Regions from separate parts of the Mus musculus genome. Here regions 1 and 3 are each linked to region 2. Evidence: chromatin contacts called from public HiChIP or PLAC-seq and capture Hi-C data. All regions are on one chromosome and are shown on one strand. The core of a region is the stretch at or near the end of the contact, and the rest is flanking DNA. Distances in the headings are between cores, read along the strand shown.

Region 1 (2,956 bases), core at 318-2,817, 85 kb before region 2:
GTTTGGGGTTGAGGGTATATGCTGGGCAGGAACTCTGTGGAGTCAGGGACGAGGGAAACAAGTGATTAAGGGGCCCAAAGAGAGTCCAGCAGAGGTACCCGCGCCATTCTTGTATTGTTTGGGAGCTTGCCCTGACCCAGTCTTCTCCTGAGCCAGAATAGGGAAGAACGACACCCCCCCCCAACCCTGTCCTAACCCCATTCAGCCACATTTCATTCATAAGCCACCTGTTTCTCTACCCTATACCTTAGCCCAAATGCTCCGTTAGTGTGTAAGTGTTTGGGAAGGTGATTTGGAGGCAAATTCCTTAGGGAAGGGTTAATCAGGTCTGGACATCACAGAGCAGCAGACTGAGTGAAGCTCTGGAGCAGCCAGGAGCCCTGTGATGAGTCACTGTGCCCAGCTCTAGGGTGCATTGTCCTTCCTGTCCTCGATGCCACCCCCCCCTTCACACACACACACACACACACACACACACACCAGGGAGGGACACTGCCCTACCCCCATCTGCTGCCACCATGAAGAGAAGGCCAGCACTCCTCAGCCCCTCCACGGGCAAGGGCGCCATCTTCCTCCCTCTGCCCACAGGCTGGCAGAGGAGACAGCTGGATGGTACCCAGGCATAGGCCCAGAATAGCTCAGGCCCTCCCCACAGGCAAGGGGCAGCCATGAGGGCCGAGAGGTGAATGTCCTGTTCTAGCCAGAGAAATAAAAATCCCACCTGGCCCAGCTCAGCAAGTGCCCTCAGAGATGCCCTGACCCTCTCCCCTACTATCCAGTCCAGGTCCTGTGTCTCAGTACCCGCGCATCTCAGAGGTCAACCGAGAAGCTCAGGCCTGTTGGGGTGGGGGGTGCATCCGAGGGTGGGAGCCACATAGGACGCGATAGGGGTCCTCAGATTTCACCACCTCCCCCGCCCTACTCTGACAAATCACGGACATCCCCAGGGCCCCAAACCACCGCGCCAGCACTTTCACCGACCAGCCTGTCAAGCCCAGCAGAGCCCAGACAAGCCCCAAGGTCAAGGTGACAGCATGATGGCAGGTTTCAGGAGAAGGCCCCCCTCCACTGTCACAATTGCCTAAGGGACTCACTACCCGACTGCCACGGGGACCCACCATGCCCAGTCTAGAGACAGCCTCCCTCCACCCCCAGCCCAGGGGTGCAGCCCAGCTAGGTGCCGCATATTCCCCTCTTCCCCGGGCTGGGTTCCCAGAGAAGCGAACCCTGATTGAAAACCTAAGCAAGGGTCTCAGACCGGGATGTGCGTCCTTACCCAGAGCCGAGGACTCAGTCAGAAGGACTGGTGGCGCCGGCGCCGGCGGTTTTATCTCTCCAGGAGGGGGTCCACCTATTGACGGTGCCGGCGCAATGCACTGCGCCCCTGCAGTACGGCAATGCGGTACCGGAGGGGGGAGGCGGGCGCCGAGCGGCTGGCAGATGGGATGCGAAAGATGCGTGGACGCAGGGGCCGCGCACCCACGGACGCGGGCCGGCGTAATGAGGATCCGAGAGGACGCAGCTGCAATGATGCACCGGAGCGAGGGAGAGAACCAGTGAGCGAGAACGCAGACCAGGAGAGAAAAACAGGCAAAAGGGCGGTGCAGCGCGCAGAGGTGGGGGCAGGGAAACAGAGCCAGGAAAGGAGGGGCAGGGATGGAGAGAAGCGAAAGAAACAGTAGAGAGAACTGGGGTAGCAGAGACAGTGGTTGCTGGAGAGCAGGGGGGAAAAAAAAGGTACATCCAACATAAAGATGTCCCCAGGAAGGTGGAACACAATAGGGAACCAGCAAGTAGACTAGGAGAGAAGAGGCCCAAGCCCAGGTCAAGATCCCTGCAAGCCTTGATGTGGGCATCCATTGCTGGCCCTGCTCATGGTTGAGTCCCGGTGAACATGAAGCTCAGTTTCCAGAGGTTTTCCACGATCCCCACCACCCCTAGCACAAGTGCTTACTCACATGGACCCTACATGACAGGCCCTTGAGGCAATCAGCCAGTCCAGCCCGCAGCCCAACCTTCTTATGAAGCCCTGGAAAGAGGTTTTTGTCTACCTATTCCCTTAGGTGTAGGGAATTTACAAAGCCCGTTCTCAGATGGTCTTAGCTAAGGTCACCAAGAACATCCAAACAGGGTTCAGATCCCCACTCTCCTTCAGGCTCCATTGGTAGGAAGCAGGGAGCCCTTGAGATTTCTAGAAAGATTAGGATATCCCAAATAGACCTTAAGGGGGTTGTGGCCACCGTGTATCACCAGGGGCTTCTTCAGAGGTGCCTATCTTGTCATTTGACCCAGACATTCCCGTTTTCCAATACTGCCACCTGTCCTAACCCAACCAGTCTTTGTGGTTGCAAGTAGGAAGCAAAGGTTCCTTGAGTATTTATGCTGACTGACAGCAGGCCTGTGCCTATTCCTTCTACCCTGGTGTAGAGTAGATCTAGACATAGAAGGCCCAGGTCAGGGCCCAGCACCTCCTACTGAGAGCGCCTGTTAGGGGACCCTGGAGATGGGTGCCCAATTAGGGCAGCTATCAAGTATGAAGAGAGAGTAAGGTGAAGCCTAATGAGGGTCTGTCTAGCAGAGGGCAGCCAGAGGCTAGGCAGGGCTCTCAGATGACTTGGCACTTTTGAAGACTGCTGAGACCGTCAACTGGGAGCCAGGAATTAAAAATAAACGCCTGGCAAGACATTAGCATTTACTCCACCCACTTGTCCAACTCATCTCTCCCTGAATGCCTTCCTTCTTGCATGGAGATGACTGGGCCTGGTTTCGAAATCAGGAGGTAGAGTGGGCTCAATAATGAGGTCCAAAACCCAGCATCTTTGTGAATAGCTATTAGTCCTTAGCTTTGGAGTCGCCTCCTCTGTCTATCTGGGCAGCAGTGAGCCAGCAAGGCCCAAGGCCAGGAGCTTACCCATCTAGAGGACTGACCCCTAATGACCAGAGGTCATGTCCTGCC
Region 2 (3,006 bases), core at 377-2,876:
CAACTATAACATGGATGAGAAGTGTGGGGCAGATTTGGTGCTTAGGGCAATGGCCCCTGGGATCCACGGGGCAGAGGCACGGGGGACAGCACGTGAAGCAGATGGCACAGAGTAGTTGGAAGTGGCCACCAAACTCTGCTCGGATGGTGTCAGCTGGGGTCTGCAGCCTATCTGGGGCTCTGGTGCCCTGCACAGCCTCTTTCAGTTTCAATCGGGGAAGGTTGTTCTTGAGCTCAAATGTCCAGACCAGTGCCTCCTCAGGGCTTCGGGCAAAGGTGCATCTATTCCAGTGACGCCTACAGCCCAACCCTGGCCTATAGTAGTGACAGACTTGATAGCGCATAGGCGTTGGGAAGCTAGGCCTGCGGCCCACCTTACGCCAGATCTTGCTCTCTGCTGCTTGCTTGAAGCGGGCCAGCAAGATCTCCCTGGGGCAGGTGTGCTCTACCTCACGCAGAATGTAGGTACTCTCATTGAGGCACTGGGTGCAGCGGGAGCAGCCCAGGTAAAGGTCTACCTTAGCACAGAGTCCGGCTAAGGATGGCCCGTTGGTGGCGGATGTGCTGGCCGACCTCAGACTGCAACCCACGGATGCCATCTCGGACAAAGGCCAGGTCCTTCAGGATTGTGAGCCAGGCTTCTGGGCAGCTGCTGTACTGAAACCGTCAGCCCTGGAGAGGTGATAGGACAAGAGAAGCAAGTCAGCCCAAGGTCAAGAAGGACCTACACCTCTGTCGGGTGTAGGACAGAGACTTCTGCCCAGTCTTGGCTTGTTGGGGGAACTCTAACTCAACCTTTCCTCCTGAAAGGCCTCTCCAAGTCCTGCCCAAGTGGCTGCTGGAAAAAAAAAAGAGTTGGGAGGCCTCAGAATCCTCCATCTGGTAACTCTGGGGCTCCTGGCCGTCTGAAGAGAGTACCCCCTTTCTTGAGACCTGCTAGTTGACTGCTGGGACTACTATAGCCCACCTGGACTTGGCAACAGGAGCCTCTGAAGGGGAGGACACAGCCTTGTAGAAATTCCGCTCTACCCAGGTTGGATAGCCCTCCTCAGAGCTCCCATAGAGATGCCAGAAGGAGAGGCAATGCCCAGAGCCCAGAGTCTTAGTTAGTACCACCACCCAGCAAGGATGGGCGAGAGAACAGCTAGCTCCCTGAAACACCTAGTCAGGTCATATCTCTCTCTCTCTCTCTCTCTCTCTCTCTCTCTCTCTCTCTCTCTCTCTCTCACTCATACATGCCAAGCAAATAATCTATTACTGACCTATACCCTAGCCCTCTAAACTTTCAAGGCAATCGTTGAGGTACAAAGATTATGTTTTAAATGGAAAGAATGAGCAACAGGCAAAGCCTGCAGTCCCTCCCTGCACTCCTCTGTGGAGTTTTCTAAGTCGTCAGAGCTAGAACCCCATACCCGGCAGCTGGAGAAGCAGGAAGAGGGGTCCATGGAGTTGTCCGATGCTAGGGTCTGTCTGAGGCCACTGATCTTGCCCATTTGCAGGCAAAGGGGTGGTCTTCACACCTCTCTAGGTGGCCCCTCCAGTCCCCAGCCACCACCCCATACTCACCCAGTGCACCAGCATCGACTTAAGAGTAGCGATCAGTTTCGTTTCTGCCCCTGGGGCGACTCAGAACTCTGACGACAGAGCACGGAAATTACCTCACTGCCCCCCCTGCCCCGCCCCTGCCCCGCCCTCAAGTGATAGCCTCCCTCCCAGACCTGGCGGAGCTCCCTGGCCCTAGGAAGATTTCCCCCACTCCCCACCTCCACAGTCCCCTTGAGGTCAACACAGCAGGATTTAACCTGGCCCTTTCCCGGTCCCTCCCCCTACTCATACTTAGACGTCTGTACTCTCTTGTGTGGGAACCGTAAGATGAGCCCCAGGGTAGATGGCTTTAGGATTAAAAAAAAAAAAAAAAAAGCCCCTATTTGGGAGTGGGAGAGCCTTTGCCTATAGAGCCTTGGGAAATTTACTCTGGGTGCTATAGCCAAAGGCTAGGGTCCTTGGGAGCAGGGCCAGACAGGCAAGGAACAGAGAACTCTATGCTGGGGCAGGACCTGTTCCTAAAAGGCACTAGACTTCTTCCTTGAAGCGCTAATAATTTTAGTCAATGCTGTGCCTGGCATGGCCCCCGTGGGGACAGAGTGACATGGTTCCTACCCTTGGAATAGGGTCCTGGTGTGAGCCTCCAGGAGTGTCAAATGGCTGCTGTGGGCATAAGGCAAGTTTGTATAATAATGTACATATTTCACATTCCTTCGAGGAATGTCCTCTCTGTTAACATTAATGACTCCAGGAGAATTAGAAACAGCAGAGTCCAGGAGTCGAGGATGTGGCTATGTCTCTGCAAAATGGTAAACACTGGAACCCTCAGGACAGCCCTTGAGGCTATGGGAAAGAGCTCTAAATACGGGAATTTGAAAATATATAATTTCTTAACTATCCAAAAATATAAGGATGCGATATGAATTATGAGGGGTTTCATGAATTTAAAGGAACAGAGACAGGTACACAATGAGCCAACTTGTCGCAAAGATACAAAAGCATAAGGCATGCAGGTTCCTGAGTTTAAGGTCAGCCTAGGACAGAGCAAGGTTAGACTCAGGCGTGATGGAAACGGTGCATGGTGGAAATAATTTCAGGGCAGGGTCCCAACAAACTAGCATGTCATCTAGGCTTAACTAAGGCAGACAGATCTCTGAATTCTTTTGCAATGTTAAGAGAAAATGTATGTTTGCTGTCTCTGAATCAAAAGGTTGGGGTCACAGGACGCTGATTAATAGGATAATCAAAAGAGCACCTGGAATAAATAAGTGAATTGATATGGAAATTTAAAAACTGGGCTTTTGGTCTGCATGAGATGAGCTAGCAGAATGGAATAGCAGTTCTTTGGAATTTTCTCTAGTGATGGTTAAGCTACCTGGAGATCTCTGGAGAGCAAAAAGAGCTCTTCAAGAGGTTTTTCTTAACAGGATTTCTGACTTGGTCTGAAGATCCAAATTTTATT
Region 3 (2,996 bases), core at 169-2,668, 91 kb after region 2:
GCGGAAGTGGACAGAAAGAAGGCTTCAGTGATCTGGTAAAGACAAGACAAGTACCTTTACCTGCTGGGCCAACTCGCTGGCCCTAGCATGACAGTTTTGAAGAACTAGGTTAGAAATCACTGCGGTAAGCGGGCGTGGTGACGCATGCCTTTAATCCCAGCACTCGGGAGGCAGAGGCAGGCCTGGTGTGCACTACACAAAGATACAGTGTCTTGAAAAACAAAACAAAATAAGTTAGACTTAAAATTTCAAGCTTAGGCTTTTTAAAAGAATTAGAAAAATTAAAGTCTTATTTTGTTTTGAGACAGGGTCTCACTGTGTATCCCTGGCTGGCCTGAACTCAGAGAAATTTGTCTGCCTTTGTCTCCTGAATTAAAGGTGTATGCTATCACACTCTGAGAGAAGATTAGTAAACTCTAACATCAGTTTTTCCTTTCAAGAGTATTGGTTTTGGTTTTTTTGAGATAAGGTTTCTCTGTATAACAGCCATGTCCTGGAACTCACTTTGTAGACCAGGCTGGCTCCCAACTGACAGAGATCCACCTGTCTCTGCCTCCCGGGTACTAGGATTAAAGGCGTGGGCCATCACACCTGGCTTTATCAGTTAAATTTAAAAGAAAATTGTAAAGTACTAATTTATTTTTGTTTGAGTGTATGTATGTGTGACCCACTGTGCATGTGTGGAGGTCAGTGGATGATTTGGAATACTTGGTTCTCTCATGGGATTGAACTCGAGGCTGGGGTCTTAGCGTGCCTTACCTTCTAACATCTTGATCTTCCCACTGTTAGTTAAAAAAATTTTTTTAGCATTCTAGCTGAGAATAGTGTGTATATTTACTTTTTCAAGTTATATGCATATGTACGTATACACACACACACACACACACACACACACACACACACACACACACACAGGTACTAGGGTCAAACTTTATTTTCTATCATTGAACATGCTCCGTGAAAAGGTAAGTGATTTAGTTATTCATGCGTTGTAGAGTTCATGGCTGATGTGCCTATTAAGATTCTAATAGGTCAGAATTTCAGTGTTTCTTTACACTATGCATATATTCGCTCTCTGTTTTATCAAAAAAATGGAATATGCAGCTGTAAGCATTTTAAAGTTAATAAAAACTTCAAAACATGGTTTTAAAGAAAAAAAGCAAGTTTCAGAAAATGAGGAAATGCTGCAGCCTTTCAAAGGACCTGGATCTACAGTGAACAAAGGCTTTTAGAATTGAACAGTCCAGCTCACTTCTAAGAAACCTGAGTAGATAGTTTTCTGAAGTTTACAGAATGGCCACTTATGGTTTGTGGAAGGGTTTAACTGCTCTAGTCACAAGGTCATTTCAGGCCCAAACTACAGGAAGTGATACTGTATTCTGATGGAAATGGCTGCAATTAAAGAGACTTAAGGGTCTAGGAACTTAGCTCACTGGTAGAGCATTTGTCTAGCATTGGTGAGCCCAGGTAGTCAATCACAGGACCACACACATACATAAAAAACAAAGCATGCTGGCAAGATAGTTCAGCTGGTAAAGGTGCTTATCACCAAGCAAGCCTGATGCTCTGAGTTCAGTTCCTAAGGCCTACATGTTGGAAGGTGAGAACCCTTAGACTGTCCTAAGACCTCTACCTATGAACCTTAGCACACAGGCACTCTCCCTGCCACAAAGTAACAACAGCATCAGCAGCAAAGGTAGAAGTAAGTGTGAGGTGTGGGGCAGTCGGAGGTACCAACTGTGGCTGGTGGATATGGTGATCACGCAGTAGCTCTGTCAACAGTGTGTGCTTGTAGCTCCCTTCTAGGAAAAGAAAGTCCTTAATCCAGTGACTCAGGCATACAGTCACTGGAGTTTACTGACCACTGCCAGAAGTGGGAAGCTAGAAACTGCCAGCAGTGAGAAGTGAGTCTCAGAAATGCTACATTCTCCTCCTCTCCTTCCTCCTCCTCCTTGTTTTTTTGTTTTGTTTTGTTTTGTTTTTGAGACAGAGTTTGACCTGGAACTCACTCTGTAGATCAGACTGGCTTTAGTAATCTGCCTGTTTCTGCCTCCCAAGTGCTGGGATTAAAGGCGTGCATCACCACTGCCCCGCTCAAAGCTACATTCTTCTTGAGGGAGTAGAATACTGGTTGTAAAATATTCACATCTGAGGCTGGAGAGATAGCTCAGTGGTTAAGAGCACTGACTGCTCTTCTGAAGGTCCAGAGTTCAAATCCCAGCAACCACAAGGTCGCTGACAACCACCCATAATGAGATCTGATATTCTCTTCTGGTGTGTCTGAAGAGAGCTACAGTGTACTTACATATATCAATAAATAAATCTTTTTTTTTTTTTTTTGGGTTTTCGAGACAGGGTTTCTCTGTATAGCCCTGGCTGTCCTGGCGCTCACTTTGTAGACCAGGCTGGCCTCGAACTCAGAAATCCGCCTGCCTCTGCCTCCCGAGTGCTGGGATTAAAGGCGTGCGCCACCACGCCCGGCTTTTTTTTTTTTTTTTAATCCACATCTATCAAAACCTAGATGTCGGGCTGGTGAGATGGCTCAGTGGGTAAGAGCACTGACTGCTCTTCCAAAGGTCTGGAGTTCAAATCCCAGCAACCATATGGTGGCTCACAACCATCTGTAACAAGATCTGACTCCCTCTTCTGGAGTGTCTGAAGACAGCTACAGTGTACTTACATATAATAAATAAATAAATCTTTAAAAAAAAAAAAAAAAACCCTAGATGTCGAGCTGGAGAGATGGCTCAGTGGTTAAGAGCACTCACTGACTGCTTTTCTGGAGAGCCTACTTTGGATTTCCCTGAACCTGTATGGTGTTTCACAGAGCTCTAAGTGTAGTTCAAGGAGAATCTGGCACCCTCCTCTGGCCTTTGTGGGTACTGCGTGACTATAGTCCACAGATTATACCCATAGGCAAAAACACCCTTATACATAAAATAAAAATAAATCTTAAAAAAAAGATGTGTGCTAGGCATGGTAATGCCTTCCTGTAA

The links. HiChIP or PLAC-seq counts read pairs in DNA pulled down with a chosen protein or histone mark. Capture Hi-C pulls out chosen DNA fragments and counts their contacts.
Region 1: a capture Hi-C map of embryonic stem cells shows a contact between it and region 2, with 2.2 times the contacts expected there. The contact joins the promoter of Eef1a2 here to the promoter of Helz2 in region 2. A contact is called at or near these places in 5 of 39 promoter capture datasets (cranial neural crest, embryonic stem cells, macrophages and 1 more), 3 of 115 datasets of contacts at active chromatin or transcription factors (all in embryonic stem cells) and 4 of 9 other capture datasets (adipose tissue, embryonic stem cells, liver and 1 more).
Region 3: a contact with region 2 is called in an H3K27ac HiChIP or PLAC-seq map of embryonic stem cells, with 6 read pairs. The contact joins the enhancer-like site here to the promoter of Helz2 in region 2. A contact is called at or near these places in 2 of 39 promoter capture datasets (macrophages and neutrophils), 12 of 484 Hi-C or Micro-C datasets (CD4 T cells, the MNK3 cell line, Th1 cells and 7 more), 10 of 115 datasets of contacts at active chromatin or transcription factors (the 230-238 cell line, the HPC-7 cell line, the SCID.adh cell line and 7 more) and 4 of 9 other capture datasets (adipose tissue, liver, macrophages and 1 more).

The regions. Positions count from the first base shown.
Region 1 is chr2:181,155,448-181,158,403 of GRCm38.p6, forward strand. It overlaps Eef1a2 (eukaryotic translation elongation factor 1 alpha 2), which reads right to left and starts at 1,568. Exons shown (of 8, transcript NM_007906.3): 1 at 1,277-1,568; 2 at 1-34.
Region 2 is chr2:181,240,401-181,243,406 of GRCm38.p6, forward strand. Helz2 (helicase with zinc finger 2, transcriptional coactivator) reads right to left here and starts at 1,627. Exons shown (of 19, transcript NM_183162.2): 1 at 1,566-1,627; 2 at 1-671. The coding sequence starts at 598.
Region 3 is chr2:181,331,378-181,334,373 of GRCm38.p6, forward strand. The region is part of intron 8 of Rtel1 (regulator of telomere elongation helicase 1); the gene reads left to right. Among named protein-coding and RNA genes, the nearest start is that of Rtel1, 13 kb to the left of the region's middle. Within about 2 kb of position 1,419, at least 8 of the 459 cell types and tissues checked have an H3K27ac peak or open chromatin away from gene starts, as enhancers often do. A contact at or near this core is called in embryonic stem cells, where this site is marked.